Linked DNA regions of Sparus aurata: region 2 is linked to region 1. Evidence: chromatin contacts called from public Hi-C data. All regions are on one chromosome and are shown on one strand. Each heading gives the region's core, a stretch centred on a gene start, on an enhancer-like site or on the middle of the called end of the contact. The rest is flanking DNA. Distances are from core to core; before and after follow the strand shown. Region 1 holds the start of LOC115567572 (probable assembly chaperone of rpl4). Region 2 holds the start of glipr2l (GLI pathogenesis-related 2, like).

What was found. Hi-C and Micro-C count contacts between places; a contact is called where the count stands out from the background.
Region 2: a Hi-C map of skeletal muscle shows a contact between it and region 1, with 4 times the contacts expected there. The contact joins the promoter of glipr2l here to the promoter of LOC115567572 in region 1. A contact is called at or near these places in 2 of 2 Hi-C or Micro-C datasets (skeletal muscle and an unstated tissue).

Annotation. Positions count from the first base shown.
Region 1 is chr17:20,731,714-20,735,422 of fSpaAur1.1, forward strand. LOC115567572 (probable assembly chaperone of rpl4) reads left to right here and starts at 1,486. Exons shown (of 11, transcript XM_030394290.1): 1 at 1,486-1,764; 2 at 1,921-2,030; 3 at 2,165-2,311; 4 at 2,438-2,590. The coding sequence starts at 1,698. mindy3 (MINDY lysine 48 deubiquitinase 3) reads right to left here and starts at 1,221. Exons shown (of 16, transcript XM_030394287.1): 1 at 1,066-1,221; 2 at 299-633; 3 at 1-5. The coding sequence starts at 392.
Region 2 is chr17:20,952,846-20,956,659 of fSpaAur1.1, forward strand. glipr2l (GLI pathogenesis-related 2, like) reads left to right here and starts at 2,225. Exons shown (of 5, transcript XM_030392463.1): 1 at 2,225-2,637; 2 at 3,257-3,365. The coding sequence starts at 2,625.

The DNA of each region.
Region 1 (3,709 bases), core at 236-2,735:
AAATCCTGTAATGAGGATAAAGTGAAATGTTGGGTCAACAGAGTGCATGCACTGGTCATTTCCAAGGTCAGAGTGAATAAAGGATAAACTCTAGAGCAGAAATGAATATGTACAGTATTCACACCAATCACATGTCCAACAGAAGGGTTTGACCTTCAGTTAAAGAGGATGAGCAAAAAACTACTGTTGAAATCTGAATACACTTGGCTCTCCACTGCACATAGGTCAAAATCTCTGTAACATATATTATATCTTCTCTGTTCATTCACATCATCACACTGAGACAAAACACCATTACCTTGGGTCCATCTACGGAAGATAGAGGCAGACACTCCACCACTGGAGGGTCTCCCCCAAACCAAATCCACCACCTCTTTATTTAGCTCCGACATGACAACTTTTCCTGTCGGTGGATCCACGGCCACTCCTTCTATAGTCCAACAGCCACGAGGGGACAAGACAGCTCCGTTGAGGCTAACTTGCCAGCTCTTTCCGCGGTTTATAGTCCACTTCTCTGGCCAGGTCGAGCCTGTGGCATTGGCCACAAGCTACCTGTGTGGCACGATACAGTCTGACTCTACTGGCTGGCAGCAAACTGGCGGGTAGGAATGACATTAACGTTGTCACAATAGCCTGCAAAGTAAAGGGACAGAAACATCAGTTAATGTTACTATCTACAAGATAGCACGACTTTTCATCTAAGGCGACAATGGCGCGACATAACGTTAGCTAGTTTATACACCAATGTAATGCGAAAAACTAGCTCGTATAAAGCTAGCCGTTAACGTCAATAACAGTTTGCTGCAGTAAAAGTACTGACAGCAGGATAACAGGTAGCTATGTTTTTTGCGGCGCTGATACCTTGTTGTCAAAAACCGTATCAAAGGTAGGTGTAAAGAGCTGAGTTGGCTTGATAATGTCAGCAGTTAGCATTAGCTTTACTACTAGCAGCTAATCTTTCATTGCTTTGTCATTCAATTACTTCTCGCAGCACAGCGATGTCGATAACTGTCGTATGAGTTCATACTCTTTGTCACTGGTTAGATAACATACAAGCTTAATTACCTTAATAGACAGTAGAGTAATTGGATTCCGTGTTGATTTGATATTGTGGCAGCAATTTCACTATCACCAGCGTCTCTGTCATTCGTTTATTTACAAGAGAATTGTGAAAAAAAGAAAAGAGGAAAAAAAACTGCCATACATTTTACGTGAGTGCCCATTGGTTGAAATCCAGAAAGTTCCAGATGCGTCAAGGGGTACAGCTTTAACGCGTTATCTGAATGGTCCGCAGGCCTGTCAATCAACAGAAGCACCCGCCCACAAACAGAACCGTTTAATTAATTTAAAGCCCGCCTTAAGTTATCAGCACCTTGAAGAAATAAATTATAACCCGTGGAGCTTTATAGTTCCTTTAGTGTGAAAGCATACATTTAAAACGCAATGGATAACGAAGCCGGACCGTTTAAATGTAAAATTTCCGGTGTTTTATTGGAAAGTAAAGGTTATTTTAGTACCGTCAATGTTTTGTCCACTACCACTTTCCGTAGCATCCACCCAGTCATTATTTTGAGCATGCGCAGTACATCCTTTTCAGCTCAACTACACTTGCCTACACGCGTGTGTAACATTCACACTTTGGGAAAAGTCTGTTTTGAAGACAGAAATTTGAGTTATAAGAAGTATATTTCAGCACTATGGGAGGACAGGCAAAGGGCAAAAAGAAAAGCAAGCCGAAGAAGAAAGACAACCGCCCAAACAGAGGTAAGTTTCTCCAGTGGCTCAACATTTTGCTAGTTATTTACAGTATGTAACGTCAATCTTTTAGACAACAGTTAGTCAAAATTAACGCTGTTTCACGTTGCTTTCAACTGGCAAGAGGAAACTAACCATGACTCTGAATTGCTCTGATCACGTAAGAATCAGGTATTGTTGGATTGACACCCCAGGAAAGAATGAAAGTAAGAATGCACGAGAAAGCCAAGAAGAAGACAGCTGAGAAGTACTCTGTGCAACAACTACTAGAAAAGGTAACATTGACCAGATTTATCCATAACGAAGATCACGATCCAGAAATGTCATGCATATGAAAATATTATATATATGTTTTAATTCTGATCATCTACTGTGTGTTTGTTGTCCCACGTGATCTTCTGCTGCACAGACAGAGGAATGCATGGACACTTTTGACTTTGAGATGGCTGGTCTTTTCTGCCAACGAGCTCTGGATGTGGAGTCCGACAACCTGCAAGCTCTGGACATGCTGGGACACATCTGCTCTGAACTAGGAAACACACAGAAAGCCAAGGAAATATCCTTTATTCAGACCCCCTTTTCTTGTTTTGTATTTTGTCAGTAATTCAGTTCATTTAATTTAAACCCTTTCATATTTCCATGCTGTTTAATGGTTGTTTCCTCCTTGACCGATTCTCTTTAAGCTTTTCTGCGTGCAGTTGAGCTGAGCCCAGATGAAGGCCACAGTAAATACATGTACCTGGGACAAATCCACACAGGTCAGGAGGCTGTGGACTACTACACTAAAGGAATACAAGTCCTGCTTTCTGCACTGGAGAAACAATCACAGACCACAGTGAGCACACACACACACACACACACACACACACACACAGATTCAGTTTATGGTTTAGATAGTTATAAACTCTACATCAACTTCTAGAAATTTGATTCCGCCTAGCTGTTAATGAAAGTGTAATCTTCTGCATCCTCACCAGAGGGGGCTGTTGGTTTATCTATCTATCTATCTATCTGTCTATCTATCTATCTATCTATCTATCTATCTATCTATCTATCTATCTATCTATCTATCTATCTAATCAATAGTAGTGGACATTCTCGCGGTGTCTCCTTAATCGTACACAAATTATGACTATTCTTTTAGTCTATACCAATGAAACTAATCACACATAAAGGTCAGGTTGTCAGAGAGCACCTCATTACATGCCTGTCACAACCCATATTTTATACTAAGAATGTAAACTAACTAGAAGTCAAGTGGCAATTCTCTGTTTACAAATGTTTCTATTCTGAAGCCCCATCATGGTTGTCAAATATAACAATCTAATAGAATAGAAAACTTCCTTGAAAAAGTCAGTAAAAGGAAACCCATAAGCCTCTCCTCCCCTCCCTCTCTCTCAATGCTGTTTAAGTCTTTTAATCTACACAACCTAACTCTGCCATCCGCTGCCAGATTTCTTCAGATTCTTTAAGCCTGTCCTTGAGTACTGATCTGATCCGCTCCAAAGTATCTCTTAATGCAGTCAGCTGGTGTTCGAATGACAATGTTTCCGTGTTTATCCAGAACATCAGCACAAAAGTTTCCTTGCATTAAGTATGGCATCGCACAAGAAATGTTGCAGGGTTGTCTGGAGTTTAGTGAATATTTCAGCTCACAGAGCACATCATTGTGATGTTACGTTTAATAAAGTGTGAAATTAGACTAAGATTTAACTTGCAGGAAAAAAGCATGGCAAATGAGAAAATATAACGGGGATGTGACAATGGTAACAATGGTTGAGTTTTCAGGTGTTACATTATTTCTCTGATTGACTAGGAGTCAGTTATTGACTTCTCTTTACTAGTTGTCTAACCTACATTATTGTTGTCATGTTAAATAACTTGTGTACAGTATTTAGAAGAAACTAGGATCAAAATATTTACTCAATAGCCTTCTAATTTTTCGAGCAAATGT
Region 2 (3,814 bases), core at 975-3,474, 220 kb after region 1:
TTGACAACTTTGCAAACACAATGAAACATCAAGCAAGTAGAAAATCACAACACGTTACTTAGCACACAGTCAACAGCAACAGCGTCCATCTCAGTGTCTGTTGTGCAGAAAAAAGAACGACAAAAAAGCCACTCCGAGTCTCCAGTCTCTAGCCTCTGTCTTGGTAACCGTCTATTTTTCTCTCCTTAGTCTCGTTCATCAGCGTCCTCTTTGGTCTCTTTACCGCTGTCATGAGGTCGTTTGAGGCCGCTGAGACAGGCTAGTCCAAAGCTGCTGTAACAGCGGTGTGAACACATACACTGCCCGGCAGAGCTCTGAGAGTCAGCTAACAGAGCTAACTTGGAGCTAAGGTACTCAGCAGTTACAGGTTGCTTTCAGGAAACTCTGTAAATCACAGAAGGGTGAGGAAGAATAGCCGGGGGACATCACAGGAAAACCAAAGGGCTTTTTCTCTATAAGCTATCGTCCCCTTAAACCAAAATCAGTGAAGACTGATGCTGGGAAAGAGACACCATTCACCCTATTACAATTCACTGTTGCATCAAATTGATTTCGAGGGTGTTATTTCAGGAGAAATAGTTAAATAATTTTTGCTTTAATGTTTTACCTCAAACAGGTCATTGATTTTTGTAAATGTATGTTTACTGAATACTGAATTTGATGATGGCAACACTTTTCAAACAAGTTGGGTCAGGAGCAACAAAAGACTGGGAAAGTTGTGGAGCTCAGAAAACACCTGTTTGTAACGTCCCACAGGTAAACTGATTAAAGGACAACTTCACCAATTTTCCACATTAAATTGTGTTTACAGTTCTTCCAGGAGAGCACAACTGCATATGTGATGAAAAGTAGTATAAAGCCTTTTGTGGCTCCAGCGGAAGCTGTATGTAATCTGGTAAATTGCCTCCAGTGATGTCACTGAGTGACTAAGCTGCATTGTGGGTAATGTAGGCACCAGGTTTTGAAAAGGAAGAAGAATGTGTGGAATAAAAAAATGTTATATCCGTGGTTTGCTGGATCGATTTGATACTTTGTTTTACAATAGTGTTAGAGGAGATCCAGTGGACTGCTTTTCAAAATGTGGTGTCTACATTACCCACGATCCATTTTAGCCACTGAGTGCCATTGCTGGAGGAAAATGTATCAGATTACATGCAGCTTCCTCTGGAACCACAAAAGGCAGCATTATACTGTTTTCACATATGCAGTAAGACTCCCGAAGGCCTGTAAACAAACTTTAAAGTGGCAAATTGGTGCTAGTATTATAATGAATGAAAAGGGTGTCCTTGAAAAGGCCCGTCGTTAATATGCGAGGATGGAGGCCATGATGAATCCCAACCTTTTGGGGGTTGGATTTCGTTTGAGTCTGCAAATACACTGACTTGCTCAAGCGTAACAAAGTGTGGGAAAAGTCTGGTAGATCGGCAGTCAAGCTTCAGCATTCTACTGCTACACATTTAGCAACTTCATCAGAGCATGATTGACTTAGATGGTGTGAGAAAAGGACATTTTTCTAAGTATGCACTCCTTATACAAGCTGTGGCCTGTACAAGAAGTGGAGAGACAGTCTCAAAAGCTGAGTTATGAGATGCACCGTAAAAAAAAATGAGGCAATCCATTTAAAGCTTTTGTTGCAAGCTGTTCCAGCCCTTTGTTAAAGCAGGTGTCATTTATTTTTGTTGAAATGATAAATATCCCAGTTCGGAAATACCATTAAAGCGCAGAGGGTAGCATACCTCATAGAGAGAAAAATAAATAGAAGTAACCTGTTCCGCAGCATGATGAATTGAGAGGCTGCCTCTCTTTGTGTGTCAGCTGCAGCAGGCAAATGGTTCAATCATTGCATTTTCATCCAGGCATGGAGGCAAAGGAATCACTCATTTACAATTGGGTGTATTGGAGGTAACTTATTGATCCAGAGGTTAGAGAGGAAACTGAAAGTTGGAGGTTAGAAGCCCCCTGTGAGGTGTTATATGACTGAAGCACATGACCCGCTCTAGTGAAAGTGAAAGGACAGCTTTGAAAAGTGAGACGTGTCAGCTCAGAATTAGAATTGAATATCCGGGACAGCATGCGCTCGGAGTCCGCTGCTGTCAAGTGCCAAAATGCTGCATCATTACAACCAAGTTAGAGTATACAAGAATCTCAGAGCCATATAAGGGCATGTGTCTCATAGAGATGATGTCACCAATGACTGCTGGGGCTCCCCTTTCATTAGTGGGAAAGTAAAGGCACACAGAGTGGGTGTGTGCTCCTCTGAGCCATTGAGATAGACACACAGCATGTAGATAGCAGGGCAGACAGACAGGTTTAGTCAAATGAAATGAGACAAAACTTAAGGAAGAGGCATGTTGTGTAATGATCAATACACGCAGACAAATAGTTAAAGGGGAACTCCGCACAACTGCTGCAAGCTCAAGGTGGAATTTCAAGAAATTGGAAGGAAATAAAGGCATTAGCAGCTGTTTGCAAGCATCAGCGTTAGCTAGACGGCACTAAAGGAAGGCGAGGGAGAGAGCGCAGGCAGCAAGGAGAGAGGGCAGGGACAGAGAACAGAGACAGAGGAGAGGCTGCTTTCGTTCAGTGTGCTACTGATCTTACTGAAGGCTTCCTGAGTCAGCAGCATGGGAAAGTCAGGTAAGTGGAAACTGCACCCTGAGGAGTTTAGCTTTGATTGTATCAATTTGGCCTGAGTTAGAACTTTGCCCCTACGAAAAGGGTGTGTGTTTGTGTGTGTGTATGTGTATGTGTATGTGTGTGCGTGTGTGTGTGTGTGTTTGCTTGTTTACTGCATGTGTTTGTGAGTTTTGCTCTCGGTAAGAGGTTGGATATAAAGAAATTGCAAAAGAAAATTGCTAATTTCTTTCCCTCTACTCTAACAGCTATTACTGATCCTTAGCTAAGATTATCCTGCAGCATGTCCAGTAGAAGCAGGCTGTCAGGCAGCATTGGTAATTGTATTGTTTGTGTGTGGCTGTTTCAATGTGCCTATTGTGTGGGCACTCGAAAAGGCCAGTGAGTGATAGGCACCGGGCAGATGTGGGTGATGTGGATGACGTTGTCCACTCGATCATCTGGCATCGAGTTGTGCTCGGTGTCTGAGGTCAGTCAGTCCTCAGGTGCTGGGCTCTTACTCACTCCTCAGCTCGAGCTTTTCCTGTGCAGTCATGCATGAATCCTCGTGTTGCATCATTACGTCTTCCTTGTCAGGATTCCAACCCCCCCTGTCTCTGTCTGTCCTCTCTGTCTGTCTCAGCCTCGAAGCAGTTTGCTGAGGAGGTGCTTCAGTACCATAATGAGTTCAGGAGAAGGCACCAGGCTCCTCCGCTGAAGCTGAGCAGCAAGTTGAGCAGAGAGGCCAGCCGGTGGGTGAATGCACATGCAAATCAAATTAGAAACCTAATTAGCGAGGACTACCCAAACCAGTCACTCTCTGACGGCTCTGGATAACAGTGACAGCTCCAGCCTCGCCTGTCAAATGAAATAATATACCAAATATAACACCATATCGGGGGTCTGGGTTTGTTTCCATTGTGATTACAAGCTATGTTGACAATTTGTTGCCACTAATTGCAGCTATATTTACTTTTCATAGAATTATTAGCCTGTTGAGTAAATGCAAATCTGATCAGCCAGGAAGGAGAGAGGCTTTCATAATAGACGTTCAGTCCATTTCCTTAAGCATGTTTGATGGCGCAATAACAACTGCAACACAGAGCAGCAAAACATCCTTTGAACAGTAATTTGCCCTTGTATTTTGATTGTATTTGTACTTTAATGTACCCGCTGATATGATAACCTAATTTCCCTCCGG